2 separate regions of the Columba livia genome follow, and region 2 is linked to region 1. Evidence: chromatin contacts called from public Hi-C data. All regions are on one chromosome and are shown on one strand. The core of a region is the stretch at or near the end of the contact, and the rest is flanking DNA. Distances in the headings are between cores, read along the strand shown.

Evidence for each region. Hi-C and Micro-C count contacts between places; a contact is called where the count stands out from the background.
Region 2: a Hi-C map of liver shows a contact between it and region 1, with 2.1 times the contacts expected there. The contact joins the promoter of CD9 here to the enhancer-like site in region 1. A contact is called at or near these places in 2 of 2 Hi-C or Micro-C datasets (crop and liver).

Annotation. Positions count from the first base shown.
Region 1 is chr1:142,560,366-142,567,015 of bColLiv1.pat.W.v2, forward strand. No RefSeq gene overlaps it. Among named protein-coding and RNA genes, the nearest start is that of NOBOX, 21 kb to the left of the region's middle. Within about 2 kb of position 4,991, at least 3 of the 3 cell types and tissues checked have an H3K27ac peak away from gene starts, as active enhancers do.
Region 2 is chr1:142,597,123-142,603,211 of bColLiv1.pat.W.v2, forward strand. It overlaps CD9 (CD9 molecule), which reads right to left and starts at 2,945. Exons shown (of 8, transcript XM_065034302.1): 1 at 2,762-2,945. The coding sequence starts at 2,827.

The DNA.
Region 1 (6,650 bases), core at 3,741-6,240:
CTTTTGGACAAGAGCAAGGCCTGAGTAATTTTTCTATTTACAGTGATCTGGGTGCATCTCTTGTACCTCATGAAATTAAGTGTTACCAGGTCTTTTGTTTGTATTTCTCTGTAGTTTGTTTATAAAGAGTGTCTGACAGGAGTTGAATGCTGCTGCTTCTCTCCCTTTTCTTTCTCCTATCTGTTGTAAAACACTTCAATGTCTGTCAGTGACCGAACACTGCTGAGCCATAAGCAGTATAGTCAGGGACAGATTTATATCCCAAATCTACAGATTGGTGTAGAGATTTTGGAATTTTCATTTCTTAAAGCATGTCTTAAAGCAAAAATTTATTGTTGTCTGTAATAGGCTGAGAAGTCATGGGCAGTGTGCATCAGTGCACACTTGGTTCTGCTCATCCATGGCTGAACAGCCTAAACAAATATTTCCAAGAGGTGTGAATAGGAGTTTTCATTGCAATTACAAGTGCGCTCTGAAAACCATTAGTGGTGATAATGGCAGAATTCTTCATAGCTAGGGCTGCCTGTGTATCTTTTCTAGATCCAAAAACAACCCTTCCAGGAGCTGAAGAAGACAAAACCAACAACAAAAATGCCAGCTTCTCTGCCCCTACCTGCCCCTTCTCTTACAGAAAGGGAAAAAATCATAGGGTGTTTTTTGAGAGACTTTTCAGAAGTATGTCATTTGGGTGTTGTTTGGTGGCACAGTCATGCAGCCAGCTTGCATACTCTGCCCATGAGACTTCCCATAAAAATGTCATTTGGACATTCAGGATCACTAAATATTACATGATACAATCTCAAAAATTGTGGGCATTGAATGAGCGTGGTCAAATTTCTGAGATGGAACGTCTTTTGTGTTCAAGCTTTTGGCTAAGATGTGGGCTTCTCCAGGAATAGTTTGAGTGGAGCGGCTTGATATATTTACATGCTTGTACCTTAAACGTGCCAAGTTCAAATTGGTTTGAAGTTTTGAACTCCATTTCTTCCGTATCACTATTAACAGCTGGAGGAAAGGGTGAGTACTTGAGAGTACACAGGTGGCCAGATTCACCCCACTGTGTTTCCACCGACATCGCAGCAAACCCAAGGTTAACCTGCTCCACAGGTACACAGACGTTTTTTTTGCCTGATGCTCCTGCTGATAGAAGCAGTGACAGCCTTTTGCCCTGTGCCAGGCTGCCCATGAAGGTGAAGAGTCTTGCATGGTTGTGTGAGCCTCTCTGGTACACCTGCATGGGCACTTGGGCTCACACCTGCAATACATGCTGTACTAATATCTTGAAATCTCATCAGTCTTCTTGTGCCATTCTCCCTACTGCAACTTACTTTTAGTTGAATTTCCTGTGGGATCTGCTCTAGGTGAATCTGCTTTAGCAGGTGGGTTGGACTAGATGATCTTCAGAGGTCCCTTCCACCCCCAACAATTCTGTGATTCTGTGAATTAGGTACATGTTGCACAGACACTTTGGGTTTAGGCCCTCGTGTGCTTTTATTATGTATTCCCTTTGCATGTTAAGTCCTGAGAAGACTGACTTCATTAGGGCAGCAGGATCAAAATTCAAAATGCCATGGCTTTCTGACTGTGGCAAATCCTCTTCTGAAGTTAAGAATTGTTTTGCCTCTGTATCATAATTGTAATTGGAAGAGCCAAGCCAAGTAGTCAGAATTTTGAAGCACATCAGAATTTTGAAGCATGTCAGACTTGATGCAAACTGTTACAGCTGTGTATGTTATCAAGTATTAATGTGTTCTTGTTTGCTTAATTAAGAGGTTTTATGAGGTAGAAAGTTAAATTGTGGATATGTGTGTTTTTATTGGACTAATTCAGTACCTCTATTGTAAAACTGGAAATGAAAGTGAGAATGTTGTAGCATGTGTGTTTCTGCAGAAGGAGAGGGACTGTAAGGTGTTGTCTGGTTACAAAACATGGCTCTTCAGCAGAGCAGTACATACGTGCACACACTCCCATACAGGTATCTATTCTCTATATTGCATATTTTTAACATAATTACATTGTTAGCCTTCTGTGCCTAAATAGTTCATGTATTAACAAATAAATTTGGCATATTAACCTTTTCCTGTGTGCCTTAGCCAGCAAGTAGGCATTATTTCTTGAAAAAAAGTCCTGGTTTATAGGGTGAAAGCACATAAAACCTCATGAACTAACTGTTCTGCTTTAGTCAAAAAGAGAAATATTTTCTTACAGGCTTCTTAGTTTCTATAAAGCCAGATACATTAGGAAATATCAACATTTATTAAGTTTTGCAGTTGAAATTCCCAAGATATTTTTTCCATTGCTTATTAAAAAGATTGATACAAGTAGCATGAGAAAATAATCTATTGCTGAATGGTAAATATTGATTTTTCTTCATGTTGCTGTGCTAAGCACAAGAACAACACATTAAAAAAAGAATCAAAACCAAATCCATTATCTGATGATGCTGTGCATCTTCTTAGCTAAATGCTGACAAGCATGAAACACCTGTGATACCTCGTTTAGCTTAATAATACTCATACCTTCAGAATTCATGATAAGTCTGCCAGATGAGACTGCAAAGCATGAGATGCACAGCATTAAGTCATCAAAACCAACACTGAGGGACTCCCAGACACATTGCTTACTCTTCTTTAGTGCCTCACATGCCCGTGTCTGTGTGATCCCACCAGAGGAGTGTTGGTAAATATTGAACATTAAACCAACAGCTTCACAGAGAACAGGGATGTGACAGCAGCCTGATAAGAGTTGTTGCTGGAGAAACAAACTGCAGAAAAGTGTTTGATTTTATAGCAAGGCAGCTGTAGATAGCCAGAAGCTTAAAAGTTCCAGTTGTACGTAGGTTTATATGCCACTCTCTTGGGATACTTCTTGTGCCTCTGTGCTTATGAGAGATTTTTCTACAGCACCTACAACAAGGGGGCAAAGTTCTTCCTTCTGTTTCTTTTCAGGAATTTCAAGCAAATGCAAACAAGAGAGAAAGCTGTGTCCAGTTTTACCAGCAAAGTTTATCTCTGGAGTCCACCTTGCTTTCTGGTCCTGGGGCAGAGAGGGAGCCCAGCTCTTCCTGTGCTCTGTGCTACAGCAGGAGGGCTCAAGCAGAAGCACCTGTGTAGTGTTGGGTGGGGGGAAACCAGTCTCCGTTTCTTTATGGGAAGGTGATTTCATCCTTGCCTTCTTCATTCCCTTCAACAGAAAAATCATATGGCAGCTTCCCTGAGAGGCTGGGTTGAGGAGAAGCAGTCTTGTTGTTTGTTTGTGTCTGTTTTTAAATATATTTTTTTATTACAACTATTTTAACATTTATTTTATTTTTATTTTTTCTTTCCCCCCACCTTCCTCTGGGTATGCCACAACAAGAAGTGCCTCAGAGAAGTGGCAGCAGGTTACATCCTGATACACCTCATTGGGTTGGGCAGCCTTGTGTGTTCCCATGTGGGGTCCCACCTGCCTTTGTGGGGGCTTGGGCTGAGGCTGGTCACCCTCCATCAGTGCCCAGGCTCTTCCTTGTGCCACATGCAGCTCCAGAAGATGTCATAAAATCAAAATGCTGTGATACATGGGGATCGGGGGGAGGTGACAGCCTTTTGTTTTGAGCTCCTGTAATCTCTGAGGAGTGCAGAAACCTTGGTGGGAGAAGGTCAGAGAAAAAGGAGAGCACCAAGGGGAGAGAATAGTAAGAAAGAGGGGGAGGAAAAACACGTAAAAGGGCACTTCGCATGATCCTGTTTAGGTGGTGATGGGAATTCTGAGCCTGCAGACAAATCTGGTTCTTTATAAATGAGTTTGTGTCCAGACAACATCCTGCTGCTGGCTCCACCACTGCCTAGCATCTCCTCAGGCTGTGCCCCTGCAGCTTTCATTTCAAGAGCAAATGTGAGCTTTGGGTTACCCGGTTGCCTCATGGTAGCCTGTGCTGATAGAAGGGTAAGGGGGAAACAGGAGGCTTCCAGCCACCACTTTTAATCTCTTTTGGATTTTCATGCTGGGGTGGGCATGCTGAGGCATTGCACACCAGTCCTCTGAGCTCATCTTTCCATTTTGCTGAGGAGCACTTCAATCTGCCCAAAACTGTACTGAAACTGCAGTAGCCCTTCTTGTAAGCCAGTGGCTTCTGGGTACTGGTTAAATCTGAGCCTCTATGAGGGAAGAAGGAATCAAAATAAAGGTTACTCGGAGACCTGTAGTGAGAAGGGGTCCCCATCCCAAGTCCAGGCTCTGTGCTCCTGCATGGGGGTGGGGGGGTGGCTGGAGCACATCTATGGGGAGCTCACAAGGCTGTCATGATGGGCCGTGCCCCAACACCCACCAGCTCCACCTTCCGCAGCTGATGAGAGATGTTCAGTACAGCAAAAATACTCCGTGAAAGCCAAAAGTTTGCATAGTCACTGCCACAGCCCTAGGACTGCACAAATGTGAGCTGTGTGTGAAAAGCTGCAGGCTGCTGCTACCCACCATCCCACACAGGGTGGCAGCCTGTTTCGCTGCCTGGGTTGTTTACACTCGCTCTGTTTGCAACAAAAAAGGCTGTCCCATAATTCATTTCCCATAATTTCTGTTTGCTGTTCTCTGCAGAAGAGTAATGGTTTATTTTTACATCAACCTTCCATTTTGAAAAGCACCTTCCTGTTTGTGTAATGCTGCCACAGTGGCAGAAGAACACAAGCCCTCCCAGCCTCGGAGTACAGGCGAGATGTGACTCTGGCGAAACCCTGCCCGATGCATCTGGAGGCACGCTCTCTGCTGATTCATTTCGTTAATGGCTCAGGAAGAAAAGCCCTTTGTATACAGATGACTAAATAGCAGCCAATGTATCATAAAGCAAAAGGCATTGCCTTTTTTTTTCTCCCCCCCCCTTTTTTTTTTCCTCCAAACTAGGCTTCCCACCCTGCCAGAAGTGCTTTATTGAGTCATTCCATGGATTTTAAATGCTGTTTTGACTTTGCCTACACAAAGAGAGGAAATGGAAAGGGAATCCCCATCTCCCTGGCTCCCTATAGGGGAGCCTCACCCTGTGGTGCCATGCTGCTCCCAAAGGACAGCCTCTGTACAGGGGGAAGCATGAGTAATACTTGCAGGAGTATGCATCTCTACCGCAGCTACAAAGCAACTGAACAAAGGTGGAAAAGCAAGGGTGAAGTGGGATCAGACATGGAAAAGGCACAGGCAGGCAGCAGGAGGGAAGCCCTGGTCCAACAGAAGCAGGAGGCTTTGTGGGCAGGGGGGGAGCCCAGTGGGAACCCCCCGTTGTGTTTGGACTGTCAGCACCTGCTGTGCCAGCCCAGCTGCATGCCGTCACAGCACTCGGTTGGTCAAAGTGGCTCCAAATTAAGAGTGCAGTGAGAAGTGGTCTTAATTCCTCTCTGACTTAATTTCTTGTGAAATTAAAGAGTTTCTGCCCCAAGCCTGAGCCCACCTGGTTGGGTGGATGGGGCAGGAGGTCTGGAGGTATGGGTGAGGGCTCCTCAGGAGATAACACAGCATTGCTCCTCTGCGAGAGGATGCTTGGCTATTTTAAAGTAGAGAGTTTCCAGCAGTGTCACCGATGTTTCTAGAGGAAAGTGATCACATCTGTGAAAACTAGGAGAATAGAGATGCCTCCCATCAGCATGGAGGAAGGTCACCGAGTCCTACAGGTATTTAAAGTATCCTTTTGGCCGATTTCAGTGATGGCCTATTCTGCAGGCTTCGCTTTAGTAAAAGTTGTTTTTAGGAGCATTTGCCCTGGAGCCTCAGCAACTTCCAGTCTGATGGGCAAGTCTCCTCCCATGGGCAAAGCTCTTGGTAAATAAATGTGCTGGACACAGTCTAGACCAACACCCTCCCTCTTTGCCCTGCCCAAACTGAGGGACTGTAAGCACAGAAAATAAAAGAGGAGGAGGAGAGGGAACTCCCTGTTCTGCTCCGAAAAGTGACTGCATAAATGTGATGCTGCCCAGTAAAATACTAAAGTAAGAGTTTTTTCTGCTTAACCTATTGGATCTGAAAAGCTCAGCTTAGCCAGGGGAAAATGAGCAAGGCGCTCTGAGCCCACACATCACAAAATAAATTAAGTTTCTGGTTCAGGAGCACCTTTTGCCCTCAAAGGTATTTGCACAAAATTAGCCACAACATAGTTTCACTCACATGAAAAGGAGCTGCTATCTGGAGAGGGTGCAGAGGCATGCATGGAATTTGCTGGGGTTTTTTTAGTGGCAATTACATACAAAATGGAAAATATCCTGCTTGAAACAGAACTGGCAGGCAGAAAACAAAACCTGACTTAGAGACTTTACACAGAGTGTAGCTGATGTGCTGCCAGTGACAGGCAGTAGTATAAGGGCCTTGCATAGTCACTTTTTAAGTGGTAGAACAGTAATTTAAAGATCGTAAATGTTTCACCTCAAAAATGTAGAAAATTATTTCACTTAATAGAGCTGAGCATTCAGAAATTAGGAAACTCTGCTATGAAGGTGTAACTTTTATTCATTCTCTTTTGTGCTTATGCATATGTGATCTTGTAATAAAAGACTATTTTTATCTTATGGCTTCTGTCTCAGCCAGTGAGTAGGTAGACAGCAATTTGGATTATTTAGTCTTTTCAGCCAGTGTGTGACTGAGGCCATATTTACTCCATGTAACCTTAATTCCTCACTTAGTTGTTAATAATTTCC
Region 2 (6,089 bases), core at 1,695-4,194, 35 kb after region 1:
TTTAAACTTCTCACCTGTTCTTCTGAGGCAACTTATTTTAGAAAAAGGAGGTACTGTGTGAATTTAATCACAGCTTCACAGGACCTCCTAGCTTCTCTTGCTCCAGAAGGTGCATTAAATCTAACTAAATGATTGTCACCATTCCAGAGTATCGCTTGGGCAATAGGACACCACACCCACAGACTATTCAGAAGCAAGAAAATGCTTGTTCCTCCTACTGAGGGCTGTGGGGGGGTACATGTTTCCAAGGCCGAGAGCCAATCACTCATTGTGCCTTAAAGTTTAAAATCCAAATTGCACTCAGGCACAACACTTTTGCTCAATTTATTTCCAATACTTAATGGATTTCTCATGTCTCTGATGTAATAATATCAAAGCCTTCTTTCATACTAGGGTTGTCCCTGTCCTCTAGTGCTGCCTACCCCAAGACACCTTCTCTTTACACTGTGCATTGAAGCCTAAAAGCCTAAAATAGCCCAAGACATTGCTACTTTATTCCTCCACACAGGACACGAAGTTCAGTAACACCATAACAAACTCCCCTCCAACAGTTTTGGTAGGGCACAGATATATGTGCTAAGCTCCAAGAGCCAAGGACTCCTCCAGCTGGTCTACAAACACACTTAACCCTGGCTAACCCCAGCTACTGCATTTACTGCCTCTCAGTGCTTCCAGCTAGTTGCCAGGACACACCAAAAAGAAGCATTTATCTTCCTTCAGCCCTTCTTCCTCTTTTCCCCACATCCTTGCTGTGTTTAGGTGACCAAAGCCATTGCTTGGGAAACACACTCAAAGAGATGCACCCTCATGGCTCCTCTGGGCAGCAGCACCAGCCTACAGGAGATACAATCCCAACTTCTCCTCCCCTCCACTCTATTAAGAGGTCAAGCTTGCATCCATGCTTACTGGGCACTCAAATGTGCAAATAAAGCGTCTGAGTTTTCTTACCATGAAACCCCCAAGCAACAGATGCCTCCCAAGATAAATGAAAAGCCACTCCCTATTCTCAGCCCTGTGCCCTAGATAGGAAAATGGTAGTGCTCACATTAGAAGCATTTTTGAGGCAATGCCTTTCCCACAACAAGCATTCTTGTACTATAAAATAGTTTGTACAAAGTCTGTAGCTTTAAGAAATATATATACGAAACCACAAAGCAAATGATGCCTATTTCCTCCTGTTTCAACAAGAAGTTTAGCACTTTACTGACCCAGAGGTTTCAGCCAGTGTGTCATTAGACTTTTTCTTCTTACCACCAATAACCCTCCAAATATGACCCCCCTGCTCAACCTCCCAGTGAGTCTCAGGTGGCAATAAGTGCTTTTCTGTGCCTTTGTGAAGTTCTCTTGCACAACTTCCCTCAATTGCAGCCCAGTTCCACTGTCTTACTTATGGAAACACATTTTTTAAGTTGAAAGATCACAAGCACTTTATTGCATCTTCTAGTCATCCCACGTGCAAAACTGTAACCGACTCCAGAAGTGGTTTCTTGCCACAGCTCCAACATAATTTCTCCACATCAAAGGGTGAAAAGGAGTCACACATGTATTTCTCCACTGTAGCAGACAGCCAAGAGAAAACTCATTTTTGAACCTAACACTTCACACCTATACATTAGGCACACAAGCAGTTGTACTGCATTCTCTGTGTACTTTTCCATAAGATGGACAATGCGAAATTTAGACGTCAATACCCCAAGTCCTTGAGAAGCAGCCATAACCTCTTAGTTAAGCCACACTTTCTGACCCTGCCTGGCAAACAAGAGATAGCCATGCCAGAAACCACAACGGAGATACAATTTTCACTTGTGGTGTGCTCCTACAGATAAAACTATATTAGCTTTTTCTTTACATGATGCTGCCTAGAAGATCTGAGGCAGAAGCCATGGCTTCAGCTGAGTCTCCTACCAAGCTGAGTTCACATACATGACAACAGTGACCACAAGTGTAACTTGTGAGGAATCAGCTCAGCACCCTCCGTTACAGACTTCGCACCAAAAAAAAGCTACTGAGGAGTACAAACTGCAAGGAAAGTTTCTGTGGGAGCACTGTATGTACTGCTGAGGGGAAAAACTACCTTCACATCTAACATCCCCTGCACACGTTAACAGGCAGGACACGCAGTTTGCCTTATTCTAACCACAGTTCTACAAAAAAAAAAAAAAAAAGAGAGAGAGAGAAAATAAAGTAATAAGATGGGTACGTATCTCACTTAGACACCTCCCGCCGAGAGGGAGGTGACAGGCAGCACATTTAGTGCCGCAACAGGTAACCGGGCGCCGCATCCCCTCTGTGACCGGCCCGGGGACACGCCCGTCCCGCCGAGACCAGGCGGCTCCGGGCCCCGCGGGGCAGGAGGCGCCCGCCCGGAGCGCCCCACCCGGCGACAGGGAGAGCGGCGCGGAGACGCCGCCGCTGCCGCCGCCCTGCCCGGACACAGGTACAGCGACCGCCCCGGGAAGTCCCGGGAGCGGCAGGGGAAAGCCCCTGGAAAGTCAAGGTGGGAAAGCAGGGCCAGGCACCCCTCACCCCCTTCGCCTGGAGAAGAGGAAGGCGTGGAAAACAAGTACGAAAACCGGCATTAAACCAAACAACTAAAAAACCCGAACAAACCACCACTCCCAGTACTTTGCCCTCCCCATGGCTACCTCCCGGGCAGCCCCGCAGGGTTGCGCCGGGCATGGAGCGAGAGAAGAGGCACAGCCCTGCTGCGCCCCAGGCTCCATCTCGGGGGATCCCCTGGGGCCGGGCGCGGGTCCCTCACCCAAAAAATGAAGTTGAAGCCGAAGAGCAGGTACTTGATGCACTTGGTGCCTCCTTTGACAGGCATGGTGGCGGTAGGGACGGTCGCAGCTGGGACACCTCTACCCCACACCACTCCTTAAATCCGTCTCTCCTGCTTCTCTCCCGGGCTGCCCCCTCCCGCGGCTGCCCGGCCCCTTGCCCGGCCCCCTCCCCGCCCCCGGACCGCGCCCCGCCCGGGCCGCCCAATGATCTGCGCTCTCCACAGTCCTGCACCTGCCCCCGCCCCGCCCCGGGAGCGGCCTCCTCACCTCCCCAAACCCCCGCCGGGGCTTGGGCAGGGGATGCGGGGGAGCCCGGGGCGGGGTTTCCCTGGAGGTGGTTTCCCACCCACGGCCCCGCGCGTCCCGGGCACGGGCGTCGCTCTCGGTGTGGGGATGCTCCGTTGCCGCGCCCAGCTGCCGTCCGGGGGAAATAGTTCAGCGCTGTATCAGTGTAACGTGCAGAAAAAATGGGTAGATTGCAGCTGCGTGCGGGGCAATAGTGTGCCTGCTCTTGCGTAGGTTTAGTTTAACTGAAATGCATCACTCTAGTTTAAATGAGTGTTTTCCTGTACAAGATAAATCTACAGCACAATTTAAATGCTTTAATCTTTCATATATGTCTGTACAAAGGTAGAAGCATACATTTTAGGAAAAATTAGGTGGTTTTGGATAAGTTTCAGCCCGCCAACTGATCCATGGTAACTGGTTGTACACGTGCCCTTAAGTCACCCCAGTTGGGAGAGAAAATATGTTAAATTTCAGTGAAGAATTTCCCTTTGATTTTAATGGAAAGCTCTGCACGCAACTTCTGAGTCTGTTAGCTCAGAATGAAAACTGAGGGCTTGTACCTTAATTTAATACAGTGTGACTAGAAATTCAGCAGTTATCAAGAGTCAAACAAACCCTGAGCAGAACAGAAAAGACTTATTGATATGCAAATAAAAAAATGTTGGAGTTACTGTTGCCAAAATAAATGATAAGATAGAGCACATTCCAGAGCTGATATGGTGGAGGAGACTTCGAATTGTACAGCTGTTTCCCAGAGCAGGTTGCAAAACATCAATATATTTTCATTAGAAAACAAGGCAGAAAAATAAAGAGTTAGGAAAAATTCCAAGGTGATTGTGAGTACAAAAGCTTAGCCAAACCAAGAGGCCTCTGCTGCTGCTGCCCTACTGGTAGAAACAGAAAAGCAGAGTATGGGAAGTGTGGCAGACTGTTGTGTTGCTGTTCATGAATCATGCCTGGCTATAGCCAAGCATCCAAGTGGCCTGATGGTCTGAGTGTCTGAAAACAGAAGAGTGGGGAGCCATGGTGTATTAAATAATGCCATCAGTTTTCTGCTGCTCTTAGTTTGGAGTCTCTGAATGGGATGGTAGTGGATGAGCTTGACTCCAGAGAAGAAGGTGTATGGTGCTTAACTCAAAGTAAACTCTGTCTCATGCATTTTGTTTTTTTATATGTCAGTAAAGGAAACCGGAAGGATGGAGGCTGGCCACAACAACATAGATCCAGCAAAGCTGAAATTAGTAAATGCACTTGACTAAACTCTTGTTGTAACTGTAAACCGAAGAAGTGAATGTCCTGTGTCTCACTAGTGATCTAGGACCCATTTTAATATCTGGCTTTTGGGGATTTTTTTTTGTATCTTTGCCATTAAGAATGTATGCCTGTTAATTAATATCAGTAATACAGCTTTTCTTAAGTTTCTAAAGCTAAGTATTAAAGAAAAACTTTGGATAGCCCCCTTCAGCTTTTTATTATTTAGCTTTTCATGCTTACATCACATTAAAGCAACTCCATCAAAATTCATGGGCAGTAACCTTTTGATCATAGGCAAGAAACGGGCTTTTTGGATCAAAACCTCCTGTGAGTTTGTACTTAAAATTAAACTCTCCCCATTCATCCAGGGAATTAATTTATGAAGAACTGAAACACATTGGTGCATTTTTAGTATTCTCAAGAGCATGGGATGAAAATATTTAGAATTTTTGCTTGTGTTGGTTTTTTTTTTGTTTGTTTGTTTTGTTCCATATGAAGGCTCTGGAGAAGACATTCATGTGTCAGTTTTTGAGAGTCTGATGATCTTGTAGATGCATCTCTCTGAACGTACCTGAACTTTTCTGATTATTGGAACAGATAGTAATCAACAGGATTTCTGCATAATAGAAATCACTAATGGAAATTCATGACCCTTCTAGAAGTATTTCAGAATGATTTATTGTTTTAAAACCTTGTATTTACATGGGATAATAGGCCAAAATATTTTGCATAAAATATTTATTATCTACAATTAAAATTGTACTGGATGGTTAAAGAGTTATTTTGTCCTACTGCAACAGCAAAGATCAAACTTGGGATATTGCTGATAAGATGTCTGAGTTTACCAAAAGCCTCTTAAAATTACCTTTTTAATCATCTAGACATGACACTGACTTAGTTTTCATATACAGAGAAGCTGAATTATTTTCTTTTATTTTAACATGAAACTAAATGTTTTGTTTGGACCAATAGTGAAGAGAAGTGTTTGCTTCTCACTGGGAAGTGTTTTCCCCTCAGACTGAGCTATCCAAAGGACCTTGATCCTTTGATTAATATAGCAAGGCAAAGCAAATGGGGGATTTGTCTCCTAACTGTATTAAAGGACGGTAGGAACCACTGGTAAGTACTGAAGAAGTACTGAGGTTCACAGCCCCCTTAACCCATTTTCCACATATTTCTACCTTTACGAATATGTGAAGGACTATTGTCAACTAGCTTGATGCCTTTAACCTTCTTTGCATGAACAATTTTGGATCGTTTACAATGTTTCTTTCAACTCCCTTAAACAGCCAGGCATAAACTATTCAAACCACAGAATGATAAACTACAAAGCTTTCCCCAGTGAAGGACAGAGATGAACACAGTTTCTTGAGAAGTATGGATTAGAGAAGAAAAATAATAACAATTTTCTTATTCATAGAGAAATAACATCTCTGATTGTACAAGCTAGTCAGAAAAGAAAAAAGAAGGTTGTTTTTCTTGCTTTTTAGCTTCAGTGATTTTTTTTTTCTTTGTAAGTGGTGACTTTGGTATGCTATGTGCTGGGCTGGAAGTGGCCATAGGATGAGAGAGGGGACTGTACAACCACACTGATTCTCTGCTGTAAGGGAGTTGTGAGTTTAGGATGACCCAAATGACACTGGCATAGGGTTTGTGGATTCCTATTTCCTCTTACCTCTCAAAATCCGTCCTTGAGTTCATCCATGAAACTTCAGGATAAATTCTTGTCTTCTTCTGGCCTAACCTTTTCAAGCAAATTTTGCA